7 separate regions of the Mus musculus genome follow, and regions 1, 3, 4, 5, 6 and 7 are each linked to region 2. Evidence: chromatin contacts called from public HiCAR-type and promoter capture Hi-C data. All regions are on one chromosome and are shown on one strand. Each heading gives the region's core, a stretch centred on a gene start, on an enhancer-like site or on the middle of the called end of the contact. The rest is flanking DNA. Distances are from core to core; before and after follow the strand shown. Region 1 holds the start of Bpnt1 (3'(2'), 5'-bisphosphate nucleotidase 1). Region 2 holds the start of Trp53bp2 (transformation related protein 53 binding protein 2). Region 3 holds the start of Eprs (glutamyl-prolyl-tRNA synthetase). Region 4 holds the start of Cnst (consortin, connexin sorting protein). Region 5 holds the start of Ahctf1 (AT hook containing transcription factor 1). Region 6 holds the start of Mark1 (MAP/microtubule affinity regulating kinase 1). Region 7 holds the start of Rab3gap2 (RAB3 GTPase activating protein subunit 2).

Evidence for each region. Promoter capture Hi-C pulls out the DNA fragments that hold promoters and counts their contacts. HiCAR-type assays count read pairs that join an accessible place to other places.
Region 1: a promoter capture Hi-C map of pre-B cells shows a contact between it and region 2, with 3 times the contacts expected there. The contact joins the promoter of Bpnt1 here to the promoter of Trp53bp2 in region 2. A contact is called at or near these places in 4 of 39 promoter capture datasets (embryonic stem cells, hippocampal neurons, liver and 1 more).
Region 3: a HiCAR-type map of astrocytes shows a contact between it and region 2, with 5 times the contacts expected there. The contact joins the promoter of Eprs here to the promoter of Trp53bp2 in region 2. A contact is called at or near these places in 4 of 39 promoter capture datasets (embryonic stem cells, hippocampal neurons, liver and 1 more) and 1 of 115 datasets of contacts at active chromatin or transcription factors (astrocytes).
Region 4: a promoter capture Hi-C map of pre-B cells shows a contact between it and region 2, with 8 times the contacts expected there. The contact joins the promoter of Cnst here to the promoter of Trp53bp2 in region 2. A contact is called at or near these places in 1 of 39 promoter capture datasets (pre-B cells) and 3 of 115 datasets of contacts at active chromatin or transcription factors (astrocytes, large pre-B cells and thymic regulatory T cells).
Region 5: a contact with region 2 is called in a promoter capture Hi-C map of pre-B cells, with 4 times the contacts expected there. The contact joins the promoter of Ahctf1 here to the promoter of Trp53bp2 in region 2. A contact is called at or near these places in 1 of 39 promoter capture datasets (pre-B cells) and 1 of 484 Hi-C or Micro-C datasets (CD8 T cells).
Region 6: a contact with region 2 is called in a promoter capture Hi-C map of embryonic stem cells, with 15 times the contacts expected there. The contact joins the promoter of Mark1 here to the promoter of Trp53bp2 in region 2. A contact is called at or near these places in 2 of 39 promoter capture datasets (embryonic stem cells and hippocampal neurons).
Region 7: a contact with region 2 is called in a promoter capture Hi-C map of pre-B cells, with 7 times the contacts expected there. The contact joins the promoter of Rab3gap2 here to the promoter of Trp53bp2 in region 2. A contact is called at or near these places in 5 of 39 promoter capture datasets (embryonic stem cells, hippocampal neurons, liver and 1 more) and 1 of 115 datasets of contacts at active chromatin or transcription factors (astrocytes).

Annotation. Positions count from the first base shown.
Region 1 is chr1:185,330,850-185,334,125 of GRCm38.p6, forward strand. It overlaps Bpnt1 (3'(2'), 5'-bisphosphate nucleotidase 1), which reads left to right and starts at 1,310. Exons shown (of 9, transcript NM_011794.3): 1 at 1,310-1,414.
Region 2 is chr1:182,407,419-182,410,460 of GRCm38.p6, forward strand. Trp53bp2 (transformation related protein 53 binding protein 2) reads left to right here and starts at 1,749. Exons shown (of 18, transcript NM_173378.2): 1 at 1,749-2,032. The coding sequence starts at 2,006.
Region 3 is chr1:185,361,680-185,365,040 of GRCm38.p6, forward strand. Eprs (glutamyl-prolyl-tRNA synthetase) reads left to right here and starts at 1,365. Exons shown (of 32, transcript NM_029735.2): 1 at 1,365-1,564. The coding sequence starts at 1,519.
Region 4 is chr1:179,544,929-179,548,235 of GRCm38.p6, forward strand. It overlaps Cnst (consortin, connexin sorting protein), which reads left to right and starts at 1,601. Exons shown (of 11, transcript NM_146105.3): 1 at 1,601-1,688. Tfb2m (transcription factor B2, mitochondrial) reads right to left here and starts at 1,348. Exons shown (of 8, transcript NM_008249.5): 1 at 894-1,348; 2 at 1-58. The coding sequence starts at 1,203.
Region 5 is chr1:179,802,580-179,805,842 of GRCm38.p6, forward strand. It overlaps Ahctf1 (AT hook containing transcription factor 1), which reads right to left and starts at 1,436. Exons shown (of 36, transcript NM_026375.2): 1 at 774-1,436.
Region 6 is chr1:184,998,254-185,001,176 of GRCm38.p6, forward strand. It overlaps Mark1 (MAP/microtubule affinity regulating kinase 1), which reads right to left and starts at 1,296. Exons shown (of 18, transcript NM_145515.2): 1 at 1,169-1,296. The coding sequence starts at 1,219. Gm39728 (a long non-coding RNA gene) reads left to right here and starts at 1,313. Exons shown (of 5, transcript XR_865821.3): 1 at 1,313-1,500.
Region 7 is chr1:185,202,776-185,206,082 of GRCm38.p6, forward strand. Rab3gap2 (RAB3 GTPase activating protein subunit 2) reads left to right here and starts at 1,393. Exons shown (of 35, transcript NM_001163754.1): 1 at 1,393-1,578. The coding sequence starts at 1,467.

The sequences.
Region 1 (3,276 bases), core at 60-2,559, 2.9 Mb after region 2:
TGTGAGCTCATGAAAGAGGCATACTTCCCAGAGTGCCGGTGGACTCTGCATCTCAGTGGCTAAGCTAAATCCATGAGAGAGAATGTATCTGTCCGTATTTATGGCAATTGTTACGCCGTTACAATGTAACTACAAAAACTAATGTATGGACTGTTAAGTTTTTTGTTTTGTTTTGTTTTGTTTTGTTTTGTTTTTTGATTTATTTATGTGTATGAGTCTTTGCCTGGGTGTATTTATGTGCACCATTTGTGTGTCTGGTACCAGAGGAGGTCAGAAGAGGTTGTGGAGCACCATGGAACTAGAGGTTTGGATAGTTGTGAGCCTGTGCTGGGAACCAAACCCCAGTGCTCTGGAAGAACGTGTGCTCCAAACTGCCTGCTGAGCCATCCCACCAGCATCCAGTGTACGGCTTTAGAGGGTGTGTGTTGTAGACATTTTTACCACACCTGAAAGGTATGTCTAAATACAGAGTAAATGAAATAAACTAAAGAAGTCTTTCCCAGGGCTGGAGAGGTGGCTCAGCTGTTAAGAGCACTGACTCCTCTTCCAGAGATCCTGAGTTCAATTCCCAGCGACCACATGGTGGTTCACAACCATCTGTAATGGAATCAGATGCCCTCTTCTGGTCTGTCTGAAGATAGCTGCAGTGTACTCATATACATAAAATAAATAAATTAAAAAAAAAAAGTCTTTCCCAATCCTAGCGATATGTAAGTGGTGTGTGTGGACATTTCTCGCTGGGCTGGTGAGAATAGGAGTGTGTAGTACAGGAAAAGCTGAGGTAGGACTGCCAAGAATTCGAGGCCTGCCTGAATGATACCGTGTGTGTGTTTATATGAATGTATATGAATATATGCATGTATATGAACAAATATATATTAACAAATATATATGAACAAATAAGTTATGGTTTGCCTCTATTAACTAAGGTTTGAGAGTCGCAGAAAACACATAAAAACAAAATCTTTTTATTATTATCCTCATAAAATAACGGCATGAGAAATTTTTTAAGGGAAAAAAAAAAAGTGTTGCTTTTATCAAAAGAATCCCACAAAGGCAACTCACTAAAAACCAAAGGCAAGCCAGCGTGGTGGCACCTGTGCAGTCGCAGCTAAGTTAGGGGAGAAAACAAGCAAAAACTGTGGCGGTGACGCCAAGATGCCAGAAACCAGCACCCAGGAACGGCCTGGGAACTCAGGCTCTGACGACAAGTAGCGAAAACCTGCGCAGAACGCTCAGAAACGGGTTCCCCCGACAGCCGGGAGCGCGCGGGGACCTGTGTGCGCCTGCGCCGACCTCGCGCACGCGCAGCCGCTGTCCTTCTCACAGCATTGGACCAGTGGACTTGGAGGCAGCCGGTTCCCGGACAGCGAGCCACCAGGCCGGACAGCGCTTAGGGGACACCAGGCTGAGTGTAAGTTTCTCCCGCTGCAACGCAGAGGCTCAGGCGGCCCTGGTTTCTTGTTGTTCAGGTAACTGCCCACCCCTGGCACAGATTAGAGGAGTGCCAGGGGTTGTAATCCCAAACACTACACTGCTACACTGCTCGTCGTTCAGACGCTTCTAGAAGCTTGAGTGGCCACATGTGGTTGTCTATCTGGACCTTCTCTTTCATAGTGGAATAAACTACAGAGTTAAACTTGACTTTCGCATCCGTATTTAGAAACTTCAGAATAGCAAAGATCCTTTCAGTCGTCATTTCTTTGCATCAGTAGGCTGCTGTGATTTATTTAACCAGGAATAGAAGAGCTGCGTCGAACCCATGTATACATTTTGTTTTTGTTGGAGGGCTCCAGTAGGGACACGTTTCCTCGATCCCTGCAGACTGGGCAAACGATTTCGTGTGGCAACCTTAATCACTTCTCAGGCTGGAGGTTTGCATTTCGTTTAAATTCAGTAGACTGAGCATTTCGTGTATTTAGTGATAAGCACCTTTCTCTTTCTGGAAATGGCTTGTCAACTGTTCTTGCCCCAAACAAAACAGCCCAGTTGTTACTGGGGATACAGGACTTTCCTCTCCTGTTATATGGTATGAACTGGCTTTGCTTGTGGCATTTTGGACATGTAGAAGTTTTAATTTCTGTGTAAATGTGTTAATACACTTAGTTTTATGTTTTAATGGCCCTTTTCAAGTTTATAAAGCCATTCCTATACTTCTTGTAGTTTCTACCTTAATTTAAATCTACTAGACTGAGAGAGAAAACTGTTAGACTGGCTTCAAATCCAAGGTACATGTGCTTCCAGCCAGGACTTCCTGGAACATTAAACAACAACAACAAAACCCAGCATTGGCTGTGTGTGTGTGTGTGTGTGTGTGTGTGTGTGTGTGTACAGGTGCCACAGGTGTTTGGGTGGAGGATGGAGGGCTGCTTGCAGGAGTCAGTTCTCTCCTTTCACTGTATTTGAATTCAAGTTCTCAGGCTTAGCGGCAAGCACCTTTACCAGCGGAACCATTTTACCTGGAACGTATTTTAATAAGAATGTAAGAAAGATCCAACTGTTTTTGAAGCTCTACCAGTTGCTATTTGTGTGCGAGTGGCTTTCCTCCTTTTCCTTTCTTTTCTTTTTCCTCTCTCCTTTTTTCTTTTGAGACAGGATCTTGCGGTGTAGCCCACCTCAAATCCAGGATCTTCCTGTGTCTCGTCCCAAGGGCTAGGCAGTGTCATACATTCATCTGCTTCTTTCTTGGATTTAAAATACCACCCTTAGTAGTATGTTTGGATTCATTTCTGGAATTTTACTGAGAGATATTGTTAAGTTGGTAGTGTTTGCCTAGCATGCATGAGGTCCAGGGTTGTTCTATCTCCATATATGTATGTATATACATATACACACACACATATATATATTCGGCATATTTATATGAGTTTTTGGAATTGAGGATATATGTGTACATGCATGAGTGTTTGGAGAAAGTACCACACTCGGTAGCAAAGCTAGCCTGAATTTACTGTGTAACTAAAGTTAATGTGTTATTCCCAATCCTCCTGACTCAGCTACCCAGGTGCAGGGACCAGAAGCAAGGTCACCACGCCCAGCTGATTAGCTGATGATTGCGTTTGATAGCTGGTAATAAGGGGATCTCTATTAATTGTTCAGAATTTGCACCATCGTGCTCATTTCTATCTTTCCTAATACCTTGAACTTCAGCACTACTGATCCAGGTTCCAAAGATAAGTTATTTTAATGCTTTTGCTGGGAACACGTTGGACACGTCTGAATCCTAATCTGCATGCTCACCATCCTTATATGAATTAAAGATAAAGGACAAAAACA
Region 2 (3,042 bases), core at 499-2,998:
TTTTTTTTTTTTTTTTTCTTGTTCTTTTCTTTTTTTCTTCTGGGTGACTGTATGTAGACTGGTTTTATTGTCCATTCAGCTTTGTTTTGTTCATTGATGGATCCACAGTACTTAGAAGACCTACAGTATTTTGATACATTTTACTGAGTAAGTCAAGGTGTGGACTTCCTTTACTTAACCCAGGGTAATTCTAGTTGTATCAGTTTTAATTTCATGTTTAGATAGAGTAGCTGGGATGATAGAGTAGCTGGGATGATGTTAACTGGGAGTTGGATGATTCTTTTTTTTGGGTAAGGGATATGTTAAAATAAAAAAATAATTATTCTTTTATTTGTTGTTTATTTATTTGGAGACAGAGCATGTAGCCCAGGCTGGCCTCAGACTCTTGATACGTCCTGCCTCAGCCTTCTAGTGCTGGGACGACAAACAATAAGTGCTCATTCTTTCTGTTGTGCTTTGTATTAAAACCAGGAGTTTATTCATGTTAAACACTCTATCACTAAACTATGTCTGACTCCAGGGACCCCCCCCCCCCCGTTTACATTTTGAGACCTATTCTGCTAAAGCTGCCCTGGGAACCCTTAAATTTGGGATTTTCCTGCCTCAGCATTCTGAGTACCTGGGGATATAGATCTGTGCCACACACAGGTCAATTTATATTTAATTTTTATAAAAGTGTCATTTGAGGTAAGGTCTTACTCTTTCAGCTCAGGCTGGCCTGGAACTCACTGCAATTCTCCTGGCTCAGCCTCCCAAGCGCTGAGATTACTAGTGCACGCTACCACATTCAGCTGGCTCCATTCTTGAAGCTGTATACATTCTGGTGCTTCATTTCATTTCGTTTTGGGGACTCTTCTGTCCTCTGATTCCAAATGAGCTTGCACGGGTTACTTGACGTGAAATGAGCTTCGTGGAGTTAGTGTTCCTGAAGCCTATGTCTCTCTGGATAATGGACTCGACTATCTGCCTCCCTATCAAAGCGAACTACTGCCAATTTCCCAGCGTGAGCTTCGACGGCTCCAAAAAATGGTCCTTGTGTTAAAAGTGTTTACAGGTCGTGATGAGCTGAAGAGCGCCCCAGAAAGCTGTTTTTACCCATTTTCAAATCCTTTGAGCGTGCTGTTCAAAACACAGGGAACCCCCCCACTTCTCAACACTGAAGGGCTTTTCCCTTCTTACATTATAGAAGTAACAGGCCATTCAGAGGGGGGTCTTGGACATCGCCTGAGGGATGAGGACAAATCCGAGAGCGCCTTCTGTCAGGAACGTGCTCCGGCCCGGCGGACTCGCAGGTCTCCATCTTGTGGGGCGCTCGGATCCCTCAGGGCGCCCTGAGTCAGGTGTGTGAGGCGGCGCCGCCCAGGCCCCTCGGCGTCCGGCGCCTTGTGGCTGGTTCATGGTTCCTAAGGCAAAGGGCTCAACTCTCTTGAGCAACTCGGAACCGCCAAGGAGGTGAGGGACACAGCCCTGGGCTCCATCCCCGCGTTTTACGATTATTGTTCTCCTGCGGCGCCGCCCTCCCGTGCCTTGGCTCCGCCTGGAGGCGCGTTCAGGAGCAGCTCCGCCGCCTGCATCTTCCTCCCTCGGAGCAAAGGTTCCCGCCCCCTCTGGCACCGCCCCCAGCATCTGCGCATGCGCCTTCGCCGCCCGGTTGGCGCTCCGCTCCCCCTTACCTCAAGCCTTGGGGCGCGCCGCGGGCGGGGCTTCGTGGGGGGCGGGGCCAGCGCGCCTCGGTGGGGGCCCGGCCGGGATTAGTTGGTTTCGGCGAGAAGGAGGAGGAGGAGGTGGGAGTCGCGAGCGCCGAGACAAAGCCGCGTCCCGGAGACGGGCGAGGGGATTGGGCCCCGGACTCGGTGGCGTCCCGGTCCGCTGAGGGGACTCCAGCGCCGCTGCCTCGCAACAGGTCGGCCGCCGGGCGCGCGGCCTCGTTCTCGCTTGGCTTCCCCGGGCCCGCGACCCTCGGGTCACTTCTGCTCGGCCAGGCCGCCGCCAGACCCCCGCTTCCATGCGGTTCGGGTCCAAAATGATGCCGGTAAGCGGGTGGGCGTGCTGGGGCCCGGAAGTGTACAGGGCGGGGGGGCCGGGTCAGCGGAGCCGGTGGAGCTTCGGGCTTCGAGGCTCTGAGGCTCCGTCCCTCTGGGTCCCCGCGACGGTCGCGATGCTGCCCCGCAGGCAGTGCGGCAGCCCGGGCCGCTGCTCCAAACTTTGCTTCTCGGATGAGACCTTTGGGGAAGCTTGTTTTGAAGGTCAAGAGCCGGGGAACCTTGTTCTTAGCCTATTTCTTTGAATTGTTTTGAGGCTTTTTACTGAAGTGAAGCATAGCGCTTGAAAAGGCTTGCCTTTCTTTTTCTTTCTGCCAGTTTTTTTTTTTTTTAACTTGAATTTCGATCTGATGTTGGTGATAGCAGCCATGTCACCCTATCTATCTCTTTGTGGAAACAGGTTTTAGTAAATGCAGCCTTGAAAGTTTTAGTTCAGAGGAAAACTTCAGTGCCCCGCTCCCCCAGCTTTTTTTCTGCAAGACCTCTAAGAAAGATGAGTGAATTCTTTTGGCATCTGACTTGGCCAGCGTCACAGGTGACTTGCAGGTTGAATGGAGGTGTTTCTGAAAAGCCCCCTTAGCAAGCACAAGATCTGACTGGTTATGGTGGCTCCTGCAGCCGTGTATTTATTTCCTCGTGGGTGTTGTATTTGTTCTCCTCTCAAGCAGGATTAATCGCAGTCAACCTAAGTCCTTTTTTAAAAAATAATTTTTATATATTCTTTGAAAGGTCACGTATTTTAGCCATATCCATCCCTAAACCCCTCATCAACTCACGTTCTTATCGCATCACTTGTTTAAGAAAACAAAACGATAAAAACTTAAAACAACTTAATTTTTTTGCTTTTATAAAATCCAAGAAAGAGTGTTAAAATTTGTGTTTCAATGTTCTATTTTGTTTTGGTTTTTTTGTAATTACACGTGCAGAATATACTATACTGTCTCTTTGCCCCTTTGCGTTGTGGAGGGTGTTCCTAAATTTTTCTAGGTTGGACACATAT
Region 3 (3,361 bases), core at 115-2,614, 3.0 Mb after region 2:
GGTTTCTAATCCAAATTCTCTGTGATGCATGTGTTTGCCCAGGGCATTTTCCAAAAGTTCAAGTTCAAGGTGCAGGCGAGATTTCAGAAGCAGTACATATTTACCCTTACCTTCCAATAGCCTCAGGAATGTGCCAATGTTTTCATGTAACTATAGGGTAGCTATTTCTTTGGGTCCCTGCCTCTGAACCAGCATTTATACACAGCCATTTTGCAGCCGGCAAGGTACTTCTATTACAAAGGAATGAAAGAAGGCACCAGCCAGTGCACTTAATGCCATTTTGTTTCTTCTCTGACTCAATCCCCTACCCCCAGTCATACTCTTCTCTAATTACCTTGGATTCCAGAAATGACAAGACAAGTCTATCATGAAGACCTCCTCAGAGGCAGCCACTATGATTCAAAGTTGGAGTTTACTATGTGATTTTTTTTTTTTTTAAAGCATGGGAGTTGACAGGTGCTCCAAAGAGGACGCATACCACAGTCACACTTCATGGTCTTAGCAAGAACACTGAAGTTATTATTTTTAAAGGTTATTAAGGAATTTGGTCATGGGCTGTTCCTGAATTGTTCTTTTGTTTCCACTGTGAACACAAGTTAACTGTTGTGAGGTTCGCAGACCATCCTTAAGCTCACATACGCGTAGGCCTCCAGCCTGAATTATTATTATTGGTTTTTTGAGACAGGGTTTCTCTGTATAGCCTGAATTATTATTAACCCTCTCATTTGAAGATGCTTCTCTCTAAAACAGACAAACAAAACCCCCAAACATTGTCAATATTGGCAGGCTTCACTACAGATAGTAACATCTGGAAATCTTGATTCTCAGGGCCAGGAGGCCCAGCAAGCAGGTCCTTTTTCTCTTTGTCCCCATAGTTTTCTGTATTTCTAGCTTGCCTCCTAGATGCTGGGACGTGCACCACACCAAACAATCCTGAAAATATTTCCTTTTAGAGAAGACTGAAGGGAAGCTCCCTTATACCCAGTGTAGCTCGTCGACTTTGTGCATGGATGTGCCACTGCCCCAGAATGGACTAGTCTATCGTCCGCCTGCTTCCCTCACTTTCCGATGGGTCTTAACGGCTGTTCCTTTTCCACAACGGAGTGGCACCTCACGGGTGCCCAGTCCTGCTGCCAAGAGGCAACTGGAGCGTGCGGTTAAGGTGGAGGCGACGCACGGCGATTACGTTCAATAGCGTTCGCCAGACGTCAGTATCCGCGGGCCGGGGACGGGAGAGAGGCTGAAATGTCGTGGGCGCGCAGCGATGACGCACAGAGTAGCCTGCCTTGACCTCTCTGCAGTCGTGGCGCGTGGAGTGGGGCGGAGCGAAGGCTGCCTTGGCGGGCGCATATTTATGACGTGTCGTAGCGTGCGCACCGACTCCGGCGGTGGCGGCCCGTGGGGAGGAGTCAGGGCTGCGGTGCCTTCGGTCGCGCGCACACGTTGCATCTCCTTGCTTCCACCTGAACCCTCGCCGCCAGGAAGGCAGCCCGACGAGTAGACCGCAGCTCCTGGGAGATGGCGGCGCTGTGCCTCACGGTGAACGCCGGAAACCCTCCGCTGGGTAAGGGCGCCGCCGACCCGCGCGGGTTGCATCAGCGCGTGGGTGCGGGGCTGGTGCCGCGGCGGTCACGCCGAACGAGCCTCCCGCCCCGGGACGGACGGGCCTGTTCTGCTCTGCGGGGAACCCAGCCCCGCGTGGCCCCGGCCTCTGTCCGCTCGGGGCGCCGTCTCCCGAGGCCCGCTGTCCCGGGAGTGGGGGGACAGGACCAGAGCCCCGCGGGGAGACACGAGACTATGGCTGCGACTCTGCCAGGGTCCCAAGTGGCTTTTGAAGTGGAATTAAAACCCCAACTGTCTGTCCGGCCCGTCCTTTTAATGCGATCTAGGAACCTCCCGCCCCTTCCCCACCTCTCAGGAGATCTGAATTCACTTGCCCCACTTTCCCTTCGGTTGTCGAGTTAAAGGGAGCAAGGTAGACTTTTCTGTCAGCACTTGGAATTTTTACTGAGGCTGCGTTGGCTTGTGGTCGAAGGCTGTAATTACGGAAAGCCGTAGGAACGCTGCGGACTAATGCTACTGGCTGTTTTACTACACACCCCGTGGACGTAGTCCAGGCTCGAGTAAACGTCATCCTACGTTCCATTCGAAATTGATTTTTCAAAGTGGCTAACGCTATTGCTAGCTAGTTTAAAATTTCTGTCTTTTCATTACTTTGGGAAACAACCCAAAAATTTTATCATGTAGACTTGGAAGTACTTTTTCTAATACTCAAAAAGTCAGCCCCTTGAATACAATTGGCCATGTGGGGCTGATGAAATTTCTTGCAACCTCAACTTTGACAGCAGTCTGCGCCTATTGGAGTGAAAAGACATTTATTTATGTATTAATGCGCTGGGAAACAGCTCAGGGAGCTTTGCATTGTAGGCAAGCACTTGACTGTTGAGCCACACTCACCAGCCCTAAAAATAGACTGTAGCAATCGCTTGAAATGTTCTAAAATGATAACATTTTAGCATGTTAGTTCCAGTCTCTGTATGCTAACCTCACAACAAATCCATGAGCCCTGAAAGAAGTAGATGTGATTCTTGGTTTGAAACGGCACTAGGTAGATGATGCTGACCTCGTGGCTAATCCTGGAGGCCTGAGTTCTGCCCGCTGCGGAGTGCAGTTGAGATTCCTTGATTTGTTCTGTAAGGAAGAAGGAAACCTTTCCAGCGCTGGTTGCCAGAATTTAGTGAGACTACAGGAAGAGTTTTTTCACATTTTAGCTGTTCAGTGCATAGCTAAACTATAGGTTTGGTTTTTTTTTGTTTTTGTTCCCCCCCCCCCCCCCCGGAGGGGTGGGGTGTGTGTGTGAGGTTTTTTGTGTTTGTAAAAACTGCCTTGAAAAATCACTGCAGGGGACCATGAAGTCTGTATCCTTAAAACTCAGAATCAAATTCTGCTGGTATTCTGGAAAACACTCTTAAATTTGGTTTGCATTTTGAACTCTAAGCCAGTTAGAGAATGTATATTATTTTTCTGCTTGCACCTCTTTCTCTTATTTTAATTTTTTATTGCCTATAGATCAGATATATATTCTCTTTTAAGTAATAAAATTGGATTAAATATTTAGAAAAAACCCATCACATTGTGAGGATTTTATGGCTTTAACATGTCATTTTGTGAGAGTGTGTGTGTGCTAAAACACTTTCAAACTCACACATAGAACTTTCCCCATCCTACTTAAGAACACAGAGCTTATTTGATGCTTCTGCCTCCAGAATACTTCTTCGGTGTCTCCTACAGGCAAGGAATCTCTCCCTGACTTCATCCAGGAAGTATAGGCTGATAGAATTCTGCCTAATGCTCAGTCGTC
Region 4 (3,307 bases), core at 351-2,850, 2.9 Mb before region 2:
TCAAAGGCAACCACTCTGGCACCAGCTTTAAGTAATGCCCCAGTCAGGATTCCAGGACCTGGTATATTAACAGAAAAACTTTATTTGCAAAATAAACAACATACTGTCTGATTCTGTCTCTCCATTTCTATCTGTCTGTCTGTCTGTCTGTCTGTCTCTCTCTCTCTCTCTCTCTCTGTGTGTGTGTGTGTGTGTCTTTCTCTTCCTCTATTTTTAAGACAGGATCTCACTGTGTAGCTCTGGCTGTCCTGGAATTCACTCTGTAGACCTCGATGGCCTCCAACTCACAGATCAGTCTGCCTCTTGCTGGGATTAAAGGTGTGTGCCATTGCATCCGGCCACAGTCACTTTCAAAGTCGACTTTACACAAGCTTCAACGACACAATGTTTCCAGATAACATTCTTTTTGCATATAGAAAACTATGATTAGGCAGTTACCTTGAACCCACAACATCTCAACAGGTAAGCTGTACAGCCTTCTGTCTGTCAGTGACAGCAACACTTACTGTCCTAACAAATGTCACTATTTCCTAGAAGAAAAACAAGTATATAAGATAGTATGTAAGATTGCGACTACCTCTTACTCACGGACTATTTGAATGTTTAGCCATAAAAATTACTGTCAAGTCTAAACGAAATGACTGTCAGTAAGAAGTGATGCTTAAGAAAGAAAAAAATACAATTCAGGGTCAATGAGAACGCTCAGAGGGCAATGGCGGTTGGCGTAAAGCCTGAACACTTCGTTTCAATCATTGAGATCACAAGTGTAGGGCGAGAACTGACTCTCGCTAAGTCGTCTTCTGACCTAAACACGCGCGCATACACAATAAACAAACACTAATTTAGGATATTGGGCACGTAAACGCTAAGGGCAAAGCTTCTGTTCAACTCACCTGGATTGCACTCTAGTATAATTTGACGGGATGGGTTTTGGTGCTCCAGCAGGTCCCGTACCAGGTTCCTGGCCGCTTTCTTACATGCTATGTGACGCGTAGGCTCCGATCGATTCCTGGATGTCCACGGGGACGACTCCTCCAAATCAGAATCAGGCAACGGCTCTATATTGAAGTCAGAGAAGCCGCGGCGGTTCCTCGTTTGCCAGTCCTTCCGCGTCGCCGCTCCGGACCCTAGAATGCAAGATGGGCCGCGGGCCAACGCTGACAGCGCGATCCGCGGGGGAAGCCGCATCGCCGGTCCCCTCATCCTCCTCTAAAGTCCACCTCAAACACCAGTTAAGGTAGCCTCTGCGAAGAACGCAGAGCACCCCATCACACGTGCACACATTTCACCACCACACTAGGCCGGGCGGAAGTAAACATTACGAATGGCGCATGCGAACGACCTAGCCTCAGTCCTTTGCTCACTCGCTTCCGCTTCCGCCTAGGCTCCGCCCCCAGGCTCCTGTGCGTGGACTCTCCGGGTGTGTCCGTGCTGGAACTCTATGGTCGCCCGCCCTCCGCACTTCCTCTCTAGCCGCGGTCTCGCACTCTATGCTCCTCGGTCCGGCCGCCAGCCGGGAGGGTTGCGCAGAGGGAGGCGGGGCGGGAAGGCTAGAGGTGTCCGATCCTCCAGTGCCGCGGGAGACCCGAGCCGGCGGTGTGACAGCTCGTCGGCCGCCATGTCAGCGCGCGGGGCTGGAAACAGACCCGGCGCCCGGCGGTAGCCCTTGCATTGCCTCGGATGCCCAGGTAAGACCAGCAGCCCGGCTGCAGGGGATCAGCCGGCTGGCGGCGACCGCCGAGCTGTGGGGAGTCGCTGGCTCCTCCCCGGGCGCTGTCCTCCCCGGAGTTGCAGCGGGTCCCTCTCGCATCCGCCCCCTCTCGGATCTCCTGTTTTCCCCGCTTTTCTGCGGGTACGCGGTTGTCGCGCGTCGCGCCAATTTCTCCGCGCGCGCTCCCCTCCCCGGGGACCCGGCAGCTTCTACTCCGCGTCGGTGTCTCTGTTCGGTGGCCCGTCGCCTGTGCCAGCTTCCCTGCGGGTAGCTTTTATTTGCCCCCATATACCTTCTTTCCCCTCCACAGCTACCTCTTTGGTTGTCAGGAACCGCCGAGTGCCTCCCTTCTTTCCCTCCCTGTGGGCCAAGATTTACCTTTTCTTTTTAATATGCATGTTTGCAAGACTGAAATTTCAGGCTGAAAAATTTTAATATTTGAAAGCTTAAAATTCCTTCCCATGTTTAAAAGGATTAAAGCCTTAGGAAGCTTCCTTATTCTCTGTGTAAACTTAGTTAAGCACATTGTACCGTAGAATGCAATTTAAAAGGCCGATTGCAAAGACTAAAAATAGGATACTCTAATGGGAATTTTGGCAGTGTTAGAAGATCCTTTTCTTTGAGAGTGATTTCGGTGTTTGGGGATCGTACTCAAAGCTTTGCCCATTATCCCTTCCATCAAGGCTGGAAGCTGCGGCCAATCAACTTCTTAGTTTAAAATATGTACAATCCTTTCTGCTTACTCTGCTGGCAGCATAATTGAGCTTGGCATATAAATGCACAAGGAAAGAGTTTCTCAGGAATGTGTCACCTGCCAAGTAGCCTCAAGATTGCCCTTAGCTAATGAAACTCTAGGGCGGAAAGAATTGACACCTGAAGATGGCCTTTTTTGCATGGTAAGTTAGTACACTGCAGAAGCTATTAACTGTTGTTCACTGATCTTGATTTTGTTAAGTTTTTGTTTTGTTTTTTAACATCCTTTCTTTATTGAAATTATTCTTCCCAGGCATGGTGGTAAAAGTCTGTGCTCCTGGCATTCAGGAGGCTGATTACCCACCAGTTGGAGGCCAGCCTGGGATGCATAGAGTTCAGGGCTAGTTTAGGATATAGTGAAACCATGTCTCAGGAAAAGAAAAAAAGCAAAGGTGACCCCCCCCCATTGGCATTTTGATAAACTCAGAAGGATTCTAGACTTGCACCCCTCCCCAGAGCTATATTTTAACAATTGAATATGGCAGAATGATTTTTATAATTTTTATTAATTAAATAATTAATTAACTTTACCTCACGATCCTTGCCTCCCCTGCCTCCTCTCCTCCCAGTCCCTCCCTCAGAATGATTTTTAAAAAATATCAGAGCAATAACAAAATTTACTTACCCAGTATATTCTTGAGTTTTTCATTTTTAAAATAAGCCTCTTAAGGCAAGGGGATTGTAGCTCAGTGGTAGACCACTTCGCACGTATAAGGCCCTGAATTCCAGACCTAGCACCATTTTTAAAAATTTCACAATGCCTGTGGACCACAGCCTACTCAGTCCAAGGAAACTTGGGGCAGGGTTTATTTTCCTTTTGAGTGGTTGGCGTTAGGAAAGTTA
Region 5 (3,263 bases), core at 186-2,685, 2.6 Mb before region 2:
TCACTTTCCTATAACAACACACCTCTAAGAATGGCTGCCGTTTGCTTTAGGAACCGAAAAATCACAAGATCCCATGCTGGGGACACAACTCAAGTGGTGGAGCGCTTGCCTGACATGTGTGAGGACCTGGATGTGATTCTTCACGGTACCAAAAAGAAAGGTTCCACAAAGTCAACAAAAACCACCTGTCTCAAAAGGACCATGTGTGTACCTATCAATTCAAAAAGCAGAGTCGACTCTCCAAAAAGTCAACCAAAGGCAAAAGTCATGGGCCTTACAGCTCGCAGATGAGCTCCGGACACGGTTCTCTTAGATGTCCTGGACCAGATCCACTCAGCCCTGTGGCCCGCTTCGCGAGTGAAACTTTTTCCCCCGCCCAGGACTCACCCGAGCCAAGCACAGGACCATGTGGAGCTCACGCCAACGCCGGAGAGACTCGGAGCGCCCGCGGCTGTCCGCGGGGAACGCCCCACAAAGGTCTCCATCGCTCCGCTACACCCTGACGGCCCGGGGTCTCGAGTCAGACTCGTCCCGGGGGGCGGAGATCCCGCCCGCGGGCGCGGGAGACGAGCCCGGAGGCTCGACTCTGCGGCCATGTGCCGGCACCCGCCGCCAGGGTTATGTAACTAACGCCCGAGCGCTGGAACGAGCCGCACCGGTCGCGGCTCGCGGACGCCGCTTCCCCGCGAGGCGGTGCGCCCGGCCTAGGCCCCGGGCCTCGCCGCCCCGGCCGCCCCGCCCTCGGCGCGCGGGCCTGCGGTTCCCCACCCTACCTGAGCCCGCGGGCCAGGCCGCCAAGGGCCCCGGCGTCGCTGCTTCCGTGCGGTCCGTCACAGCATCTCCCGGGAGACACGGCCCGGCGCGCGCCCCGGGCCCGCGGAAGCCGCTTCTCGCTCAGTCTCTCGCCGGTCCCCTCAGGCCCCGGGTGCTCCTTCGCCCAATCCCGGCTTCGAACTCGTCCCACCGCCCGCGCCGCGTCCTCCCCGCTGGCGACTCGACTTACTGGGCTGGCACCGCTCGGGCCGCGCTCTGCGCATTACCCCGGGCGCACTGCCCGAACCCCACACACACAGCCTCTCCGCCCAGGGAAGGATCGTGGCCAGGGCGGGGATCCGATCGCAGATCGCGCTGCGGGGCTCGGACTTCTCGCGAGGGTTCCGGCCTCTGGCGCCGACTCCGCGGGAATTTTCAAACTTTCCCTACTAGGCCTTTCGCAAAGGGAGAAAACCGAGACGACGCCGGGAAGAAAGATTCATTTACGTACAGCAGGGTCTCTCCGCCTCCTAGGAGCAGATAGGCGAAAGACTACAAGTCCCATAGGGCTTTGTGCGCTGGGCGTAGTGTAGGGCGTGTCCGGCTTTGCGGAGCAAGGGCCGGCCTAATCTAGTGGCGGTTCCTGCTGGCAGCCAAGCGATAATCTTTCCGTCTATGACTGCTGCTCTTGCCTCCGTTTTTTCCGTTCTGTGCTCCAACTCTTCAAGGAAACGCACACACACACACAAAACCCAGACTTACTGAGAAACTCTTACTCTCATTTTTTTTTTTTTCTCAAAAAGCAGAGAGTTCAGGTCGCCTAGCCTAATCTTTTGTCATATATCTGACGCTGGGTAATTCTGCTGGCAGAGCTTCGTGCTTGGCATGCACGAAGCTGTAGGTTCCATTATGCCAAACCTATGTTTTCTTTTCGATTTGTTAGTATTGAGAGACGAGGAGTTGGGCAGACCCTTAGTAGACAAACAGGGACATGAGCCATGGCGAATTTCCAAGATGGCCAGCTTTTTTTAACCTCCTGATTTGAGACAAAAACCTGGCAAGCTTTTATCATCTACCTGCAGGTCACCTGCTGATGGACTGGTTCAATAAGTTCAAAGCCTGATTAGAACACGTTACACAACTGTAGTGGACCGATCAACCATCCATCCTTTCTGCCTTCAAACTGACCAACACTAAAGTAGGTCAGGGAGGTTTTAGAGGTTTTACAACCCCCAGGCCTCAAGAAGAGACTGGATTTTTCAGCTTCTCAAATCCCCTCTCTGTTTTGTAGAAGGTCTTTTTCTCTGTGTGTTTACTGCCTGCAATAAACGCCTTTTTAACTGCTAATTCTGCTACTGCTTGTTGTGCTTTGCCTTTTAACTCTTCTAGTCTTAACAGTTCTTTTTTTTTTTTTTTCCTTTCAGTTTGTTCTAGACATGGTTTCTCTGTGTAACAGCCCTGGCTATCTTGGAACTCTCTTAGTAGATGGGGCTGGCCTCAAACTCACAGAGATCTTCTTGCCTCTGTCTCCTGAGCCGTGGGATTAAAGACCTGAACCACCCTTTCATTCTTTTAACTATCAGTGAAAACAGATCCAATCAAGATCCCTAGACTGTATCATTTCTAGACTGTATCATTTCTAGACTGTATCATTTCTAGACTATCATTTGGAGCTCATCTTTGGGCTTTCTTCTGTAGACTATCAGTATCTCTCTTTGAAGCTAGACCCAGCACCAAAGAATTTTCAAACAAATGAAATAGAATGTGTCTTTATTACTGAGTTGTAAGAGCACAGGCAGAATCAGGAGGATCTCTGTGCGTTCAAGATCAGCCTGGTCTCCATAGTCGTTCCAAGGCTACATAGAGAAACCCTATCTCAAACAAACAAACAAACAAACAAACAAACAAACAAACAGAAGGGGGAAGAGAGAAGGAGAAGACATTAGTAGACTGCTTTAATCAGGAAAGCCTGTCTCTACTACTCTCTCTCTCTGCACAATTTTTGAGATAAAGCTGCCTCTTAGAAATAAACTGTTTATCTTTGTGACTTTTTCTTTATTCACTGCAAGATGTAAAAGTGTGCTAGTTTGCGCAAGGTATTATTCTAAATTGTGAGAGGAAGAAGTTAGACAAGATTTTGCAGTAAGTGTTGTGTGGTCTGGTTCTGTTTTGCTGGTAGTGAATGGGGTGTGTGAAGACTGTCTCATGTGCACCATTGGCCTTAAACTCAGTGTGTAACTGAGGATGACAGTCAGGGCTGGGGTTACAGGCATGCACCCCTTTCCCAGTTTTAGGTGGTTCTTAGGATCAAATTCGAGGCTTCATGAACGCTAAACAAGTACTCTACCAACAGAACTACATCCCCCATCCCTCTTTCTTATGAACTAATTTTCTGTTTTCAAACAGAAAACCTGCCTTTGTCCTACACCCATGTTAGTTTCCATCCCTGCCTGCCTTCCTCTTCTGTCTATATTCCCATCCTTTGGAACAAATTTCCTTCCATATCAGAC
Region 6 (2,923 bases), core at 46-2,545, 2.6 Mb after region 2:
CCTGCCTGTCTCTCCTCCCCTATCTTTTGTCTCAGAACACCAAAGCACTTGAGTATTTTTACTTTACAATCCCTATGAAGTCACTGGTACATTAAGCACTGGAGGACCGATGAGGGGCGTAGACACCCAGAGAGCTCTCTGGTCGGCCACGCAAAGCCTAGAACCCCCTAGTTCCTTAAAACTTGTCAGCAATCAGGCCAGACCCTCTGGAGCCTCCGGGCCCCTTGGCAGGTCGCGGAGAATTTTAAAAACAACAGTGACAGAAAGCCACCTTTCCTGCAAAGGAACCTGCACACACATATAAACACAATCGTCCGTCTCAGAAGATGAAATTACAATTGGCCTTTCTCTTGGTTTTGTTAGACTTCAAATACGGCGAGTGAACATCTCAATCTTGATTTAAAAACAAAAAAAAAAAAAAAAAAAAATTAAACCAAACCAAACTAAACAAAGAAGCTCCTGAGGGCAATTTGATCAGACACAGAAAAATCCTGCCTTCAAAGAAATGTGCCTTGTGACACTCTGAGGAGAAGTACTTAAAACCTGTCCCTGAGTCACGAACACTGGATTGAGGAAGAGAAGAAGACAGCTGGCTTCTTGGGGTTCTTAAATCTTTTCTTTCTCACCTTGGGGCTACAGAAGCTGTAAGTGAAATCTTCCACTCTTCACTGAGAGTATTGCAGTGACATAAAGTCACACACACACACACACCCCTCTACTTCACTGCCCTCTTTATCCCTAAGGTGCCCGTGCCCCCCCCCACCCCCCAATGTGGACCTGATGTTACAAAAAGCAAAGTCATGGGGCAATGCGGGGGTGGGGTGGGGTGTATGTTTGCAAAGGACTCAAAAAAATCCAGAAAAGCAAAGGGCTGAAAGATCCCAGGACAGCCGAGGTGTAAGAGGTTCGGCTGGCTCGTGGGCTGCAGCCAAGCAAGCATCCATTCACTCGAGTGGGGGGCTGGGGGCGCGACCAGAATGTTGGGGTGCTCACGAAGCCACTCTGGACGCCCACCCTCTGCCCTCCATCACCCTCCGCATCCCCTCAGGCAGGACCCCCTCCGAGCAGAGGGCCGCCCCGGGGCTCCCCGCGTAGGGACGGGAAGGACGGGGAAGGGGGTCAGGCCGGGCTCGCCCAGGTAGCCGCGCCGGAGGCTCGGGAGACTCACGTTCTCCGTGTCCCGCTCGTTCACCGTGGGCAATGGCGTCCGCGCCGACATCTTGCGCGGGCAGCGGGGTCGAGCGGGGGGTCCGGCGGGTCGCGGGCCGCGGAGGGCTTCGGCGAGGGCGGGCGCGCGCGAGCAGGCCGCGCCGGGGAGCGCGCGGCTCCCGCAGGCCGCGGGGCGGGAAGGCGGGCGAGGACGCGGGGACCGAGCCGCGGGGACGCCGGTCGGGCGCGGAGGGCCGCGGCGGGCTGAGTGGAGAGCGGGCGCCCCGGAGCTGCCTCAGCGCGGCGCCCGGCGAGCGCGGCCCTGACAGCGCCTCCCGCACGCCGCCTCAGGTGAGCGCCGCCGCCGCCGCCGCCGTCGCCGCCGCCGCTGCCGCATCCGCGCCGGGCCCCGCGGCCCCGAGCCCGCGCGCCGCTCCGCGCCGTCCCCGCCGCGATCAGCCGGAGCCCTCGGCGGCCGGAGCCGGTGCGCGCGGAGCGGCGGGCGCGGCACGGCACGCAGCGCCCCGAGGCTCTTGGCGGCCGCCGCCGGGTGGGCGGGCGCCAGCCGAGGGGCCTCTCCATTCATTCCCTCATTAGGGATGCGGGGCCGCCTCCGCCCGCCGGGCCGGATTTCATTAGTGACTCGCCCCACCCGCGGATCAGCCTGTCCCCTCAGAACCTCCGGCGGGCGTCCTGCGATTTGATGTTGATTCTTGTGTGGCTTTTAAACCGGCACTGGGGACACATGGGGTTCGTGCGAATAGAGAACGATCCCCCTCCTTCCTCCTTTTTTATGTATTTTTTTATTTGTTTCACTGGAGGGAGCATTGGGTACCATCCATCCTACTCTCCACTTGGCCCATCCTTAAATTCTCCTCTGGTTTAATTCCTGGTTTTCTTCGAGCCTTCCTTCAGCATCCTTCTGCCCTGAGGTGTTGTTCAGGGGCAGGCGTGGACAAAAGGCACAAAAGCCTCATGAAAGGAGCTGGCCCAGAAAGCATGTGGAAGAGGGCTCCCCGCACCCCACAGCATCCCTGGAGTGGGTGAGACTTGATGTCTACAGTGGCTGATCGTCACTTCCTGGGATACAAGGAAGTGTCACTTAGGCTACTTATTCAGAGAGAGTAAGAAGGCTGTCTCTGTGGTCTGTCTGGAACTCTTCCTTCCAAAAGGCTGCTTTGCCTTTCCCTCCACCTGCCACTCCAGGTCCTGGGCATATTTGTCCCCATGCAATGTTGTCATTCTTACTCTGATATTTTGCACACTTGGCCTCTAGGATAAAACTTTACCATCTCCCTATTCCTTTTCTTTCTTCAACCTCAAATGGGAATCTTGGGATGATGGGAAACTCCTCTTTCCCAAATGCATCCATTTGAGGAAGAATTCCTGTGCCAGATGGTTTTTATCCTGACTCATTAAAAGTTGTTTCTGAAAACTTAACACTTGACCCTTAAAACATGGGCCAGAAGAACCTAAAAATAGCAAACCCATATCTTGAGGGAATACACACACACACACACACACACACACACACACACACACACACACCGTATGTAGTCGCTTCTAGAACACGAGCTGCATATTTATTTCTCAAGCATCTTATGTTGTAAGTACTTCTCAATTCCACAGAGCAAATGAAAATCCCAAGACCACTTTGGTGGCCATCTCTACTGTTCAACTAGCACTTAGGCTTTGGAACTAATGACAAGGCCACAGCCTGCATTATGGTGTGCCTCTGGGAATGGCACACTTTTAGAGTCCTTCAGAAATCGGG
Region 7 (3,307 bases), core at 143-2,642, 2.8 Mb after region 2:
CATCAGAGACAGAGCAATTTTTTTTTTCATTTACAAAATTAGGATAACACATTCTTTTGAAGTCAGCCATGGTACAGTACACACATATAATCCCAGTGCTTGGACATTGAGGGGAATTGAAGGTTTGAGGCTAACCTGGACTACATGGCTAGACCTTATCTCAAACAATCAAAGAAACAAGACTCCTTGAAGATATTTATGACAGTCTAACTGGGCAAGATATGGAAATGTACTTTCAAATCCAAGTAAAAGACTCAGGTTGGTCTTTAATTTATGTGTATATACTTCAGTAAGTATTTATCAAGGACTCAACTGGGTGCCAGATCCCATGCTAGAGACCAGGTATTTAAGGGGTTAAACGGATCCCCAGTCCTCCAGGAGTCTATAAGGATGGTGCTTTCCTTATCCAAAACCCAAAGGAAAAGTACAGGGTCAGTCTCCCCAGCTCTGTTCTGCCGTGCTGTTTTGTTGTTCTTTCCCGCCTAGCATTCTCTCAGTTTTAGTTAGCTGAGTAAGTAATTGCTTCACTTGGCCTGTGTTAGTCACTAGCTTTTTAGTTCCGTAGGAATGTGTCCCTTTCTGTTCCGAAGCTCTGTGCCTAGAGTGTGGCTGGCACGGAAAACACTAACAAATACTTGTTGGGCGGTTAGATGAACAAACGGATGAAAAGGCAAACGGACGATTACAGAGCACCATTCAATACTGCGCTGGTCCTGTTACTACATCGGGCTTTCACAGAACCGTGGCAACTTATAGATAGGAGTATTTATTTAATACGAGCCCTTAAGGAGCTGCTTTCCATCGCTTTGTTACTTGAGACACTGTTTTTGCATTGTAGCCCAGGATAGTGGCTTCAACAGCCAGAAATTCACCTGCCTCAGACTGAGGTAGGAAGGATTACAGGCATAGGCGCCGCAGACTCTTTTGGGAGTTGGGGTATAGGTGCTGAGGATAGCCTTCCACATTAAAAAAAAAAAAAACAAAAGCACAAACAAAATTACGAAGTTCTCAGGCACCTGCCCACACTCAGCTTAAACCGCCTGATCTGCGAACGATCTAGGTCGTGTCCGTAGAAGCACACCAACAAGATTGTTTGGGTGACTCAATGGCCCCCGCAAAGTTCAATTAGATCACCTTTGGAGGAAGGCCAGAATGACGGGACAAGCTCGCCCAAGAAAGAATGCGGCCAGGCTCCACGTCTAACTCTCCGCCACAAGACCGCGAGTCACGTGTCCGAAGCTGCACCCTCCCTCGGCTCCCGCTCGGCCCGCGCACGCGCAGCTTCGGGGCGTCCCGCGCATGCGTAGCACCCTCCCCTCGCGAGGAGTGCTGACAGCTTCCGGTCTGGCGTCCCCGCCCCCCCAGGGTAGCTGAAGCTTTCGGGGCTCCGTGCTGTCAGCCTTCGGGTGGAGTGGCCCGGGCGTGGCTAGGGACCACGAGCCCCGCGAGGCGGGGTCCCTGCAGCCATGGCCTGCTCCATCGTCCAGTTCTGCTCCTTCCAGGACCTGCAGTCCGCGCGCGACTTCCTATTCCCTCACCTGCGGGAGGAGACCCCCGGCGCCCTGAAGAGGGACCCGAGTAAGTGTCCCGGCGACCGGGACGCGGCTGCAAGCCTCCCTTCCCTCGGCGTCCCGTCTCTCTCAGCCTCAGCCTTTTGCGTCTCCTGTCCTGTCGCCTGTCTGTCACCGCTCCCCACCCCCTCCTTCCCAGTCCCAGCTCCACGTCTTCTCCCTATGCACACCACCTGCTCAGAGATAGCATCCTCCGTCCCAGTCCCTGCCTAATGTCAGCCCTCCACCCTGTGCTTGTTCCAACTCCCATCCTTCTCCATTTCTGGCACTGTATGTAGCCTTTGCTCTGCCCCTTCAAGAGGTGCTTAGCATCCCCACCCTCTTCCATCTCTTTTCTGTCATTCAGATTTACGGAATAAATGGCCGATTGGCAAGTGAAGGGTTTTTAAGGTGGTGAGTAAACTGCCAAGTAAGAAAAGTAACCTCTTAGGAAGTGAGGAGAATCCAGGGTAGGAACTAAAATTACAGCCACATGGTCGAGAAAAGTTAATTGGCGTCTATTGAGGTGAGAAACAGCGCCTGTTATTACCATCAAACAACGTTAACAAGCCCTACTTCATGAATATAAATCCCAAAGCTGCTTACTAAATGCTGCGTATTACCTGAGGATTTTATTATATGCTCCTTTATTTCTCCTTTTGAAAGAGGGTATCTTACTCTGCTTTCTTTATTTTTAATATGAAAATCACTTTGCTCTGTAGACCCAGTAATAATTTTTAAAAAACCACTCTCCTTTTCACTATTTAGAAGCTATCCCAGGGCACTAGGGAGATTCTGCTTCCTAGTAGGGTCTGTCTGAAAAGTAATGTTTGAAAATATCAAATATGGGAGGAACTAGGGATGAATAGTTTGTACCAGTCATTGCTGCTCCCTACCACTTAAGTTTGGTAGTTTCCGTCTGGTAGCACTATGATTCACTGGTAATGTCACGTGTGAGTGAGGGTGCTCTAACATGATAGATGGCTTGACAGGCGCGTGTGTTGAGAGAGAAAGAAGGCCATATCTGAAATGCTTGTGGAGACGTCCAACACTTGGTATGGCAGCTGGAGTCAAGGTGATAATTAGTTAAGGGTGAAGTGTGGTTTCAGTCTATAGAATGCTAACTGTTGTGTCGTGGACTCGCTACTGACGAGAACCTTAGGAAGAGACTGAAGTTGGGGAGTCTTGTAAGGGTTCTTGGGGAGATGGGAGAGAGGGGCACCAGGTGATGGAAATGTCTCAGAAGCTGAAGGAGAGAATCTGACCCTGGTGAGGGGTGGTCAGCAGTTTGGGAAATGTGGCAGAGGTCAGATAGCAGTGGTTTGGGGACGATGACAGCCACTGGGACCCTAGTGCCATTTCAGTGGCACAGTGGCCAGAAGTGTGGGTGTAGGGCCTTGGGGGAATTGGAAAGGGGAAAGTGAGGAAGGTTGTGTGGGACAACAGACGTGGGGTGAGAAACGGGATGTAGAGAAGAGGGGCACGCTTAGATTCTTCTAATTAGATTTCAACAATAGTCCTGGTAAGCTTCAGGGGGTGTGTGTGTGTTCTCACATTCTCCTTATAATCCATAGAGGGGTTTTTGTTGTTTTTTTTTTTTTTTTTAATTATACTTAAACTTAAACATCAATCATTCTGGGCCAGTGAGAAGGCTCAGCAGGTAATAGCTTACTTCTAACCCTGACTACCTGGGTTTAATCTGAAGTACCCACATGATGGAAGGAGGGTACTGACTCCTGCTAGCTCCCCTCATCCCT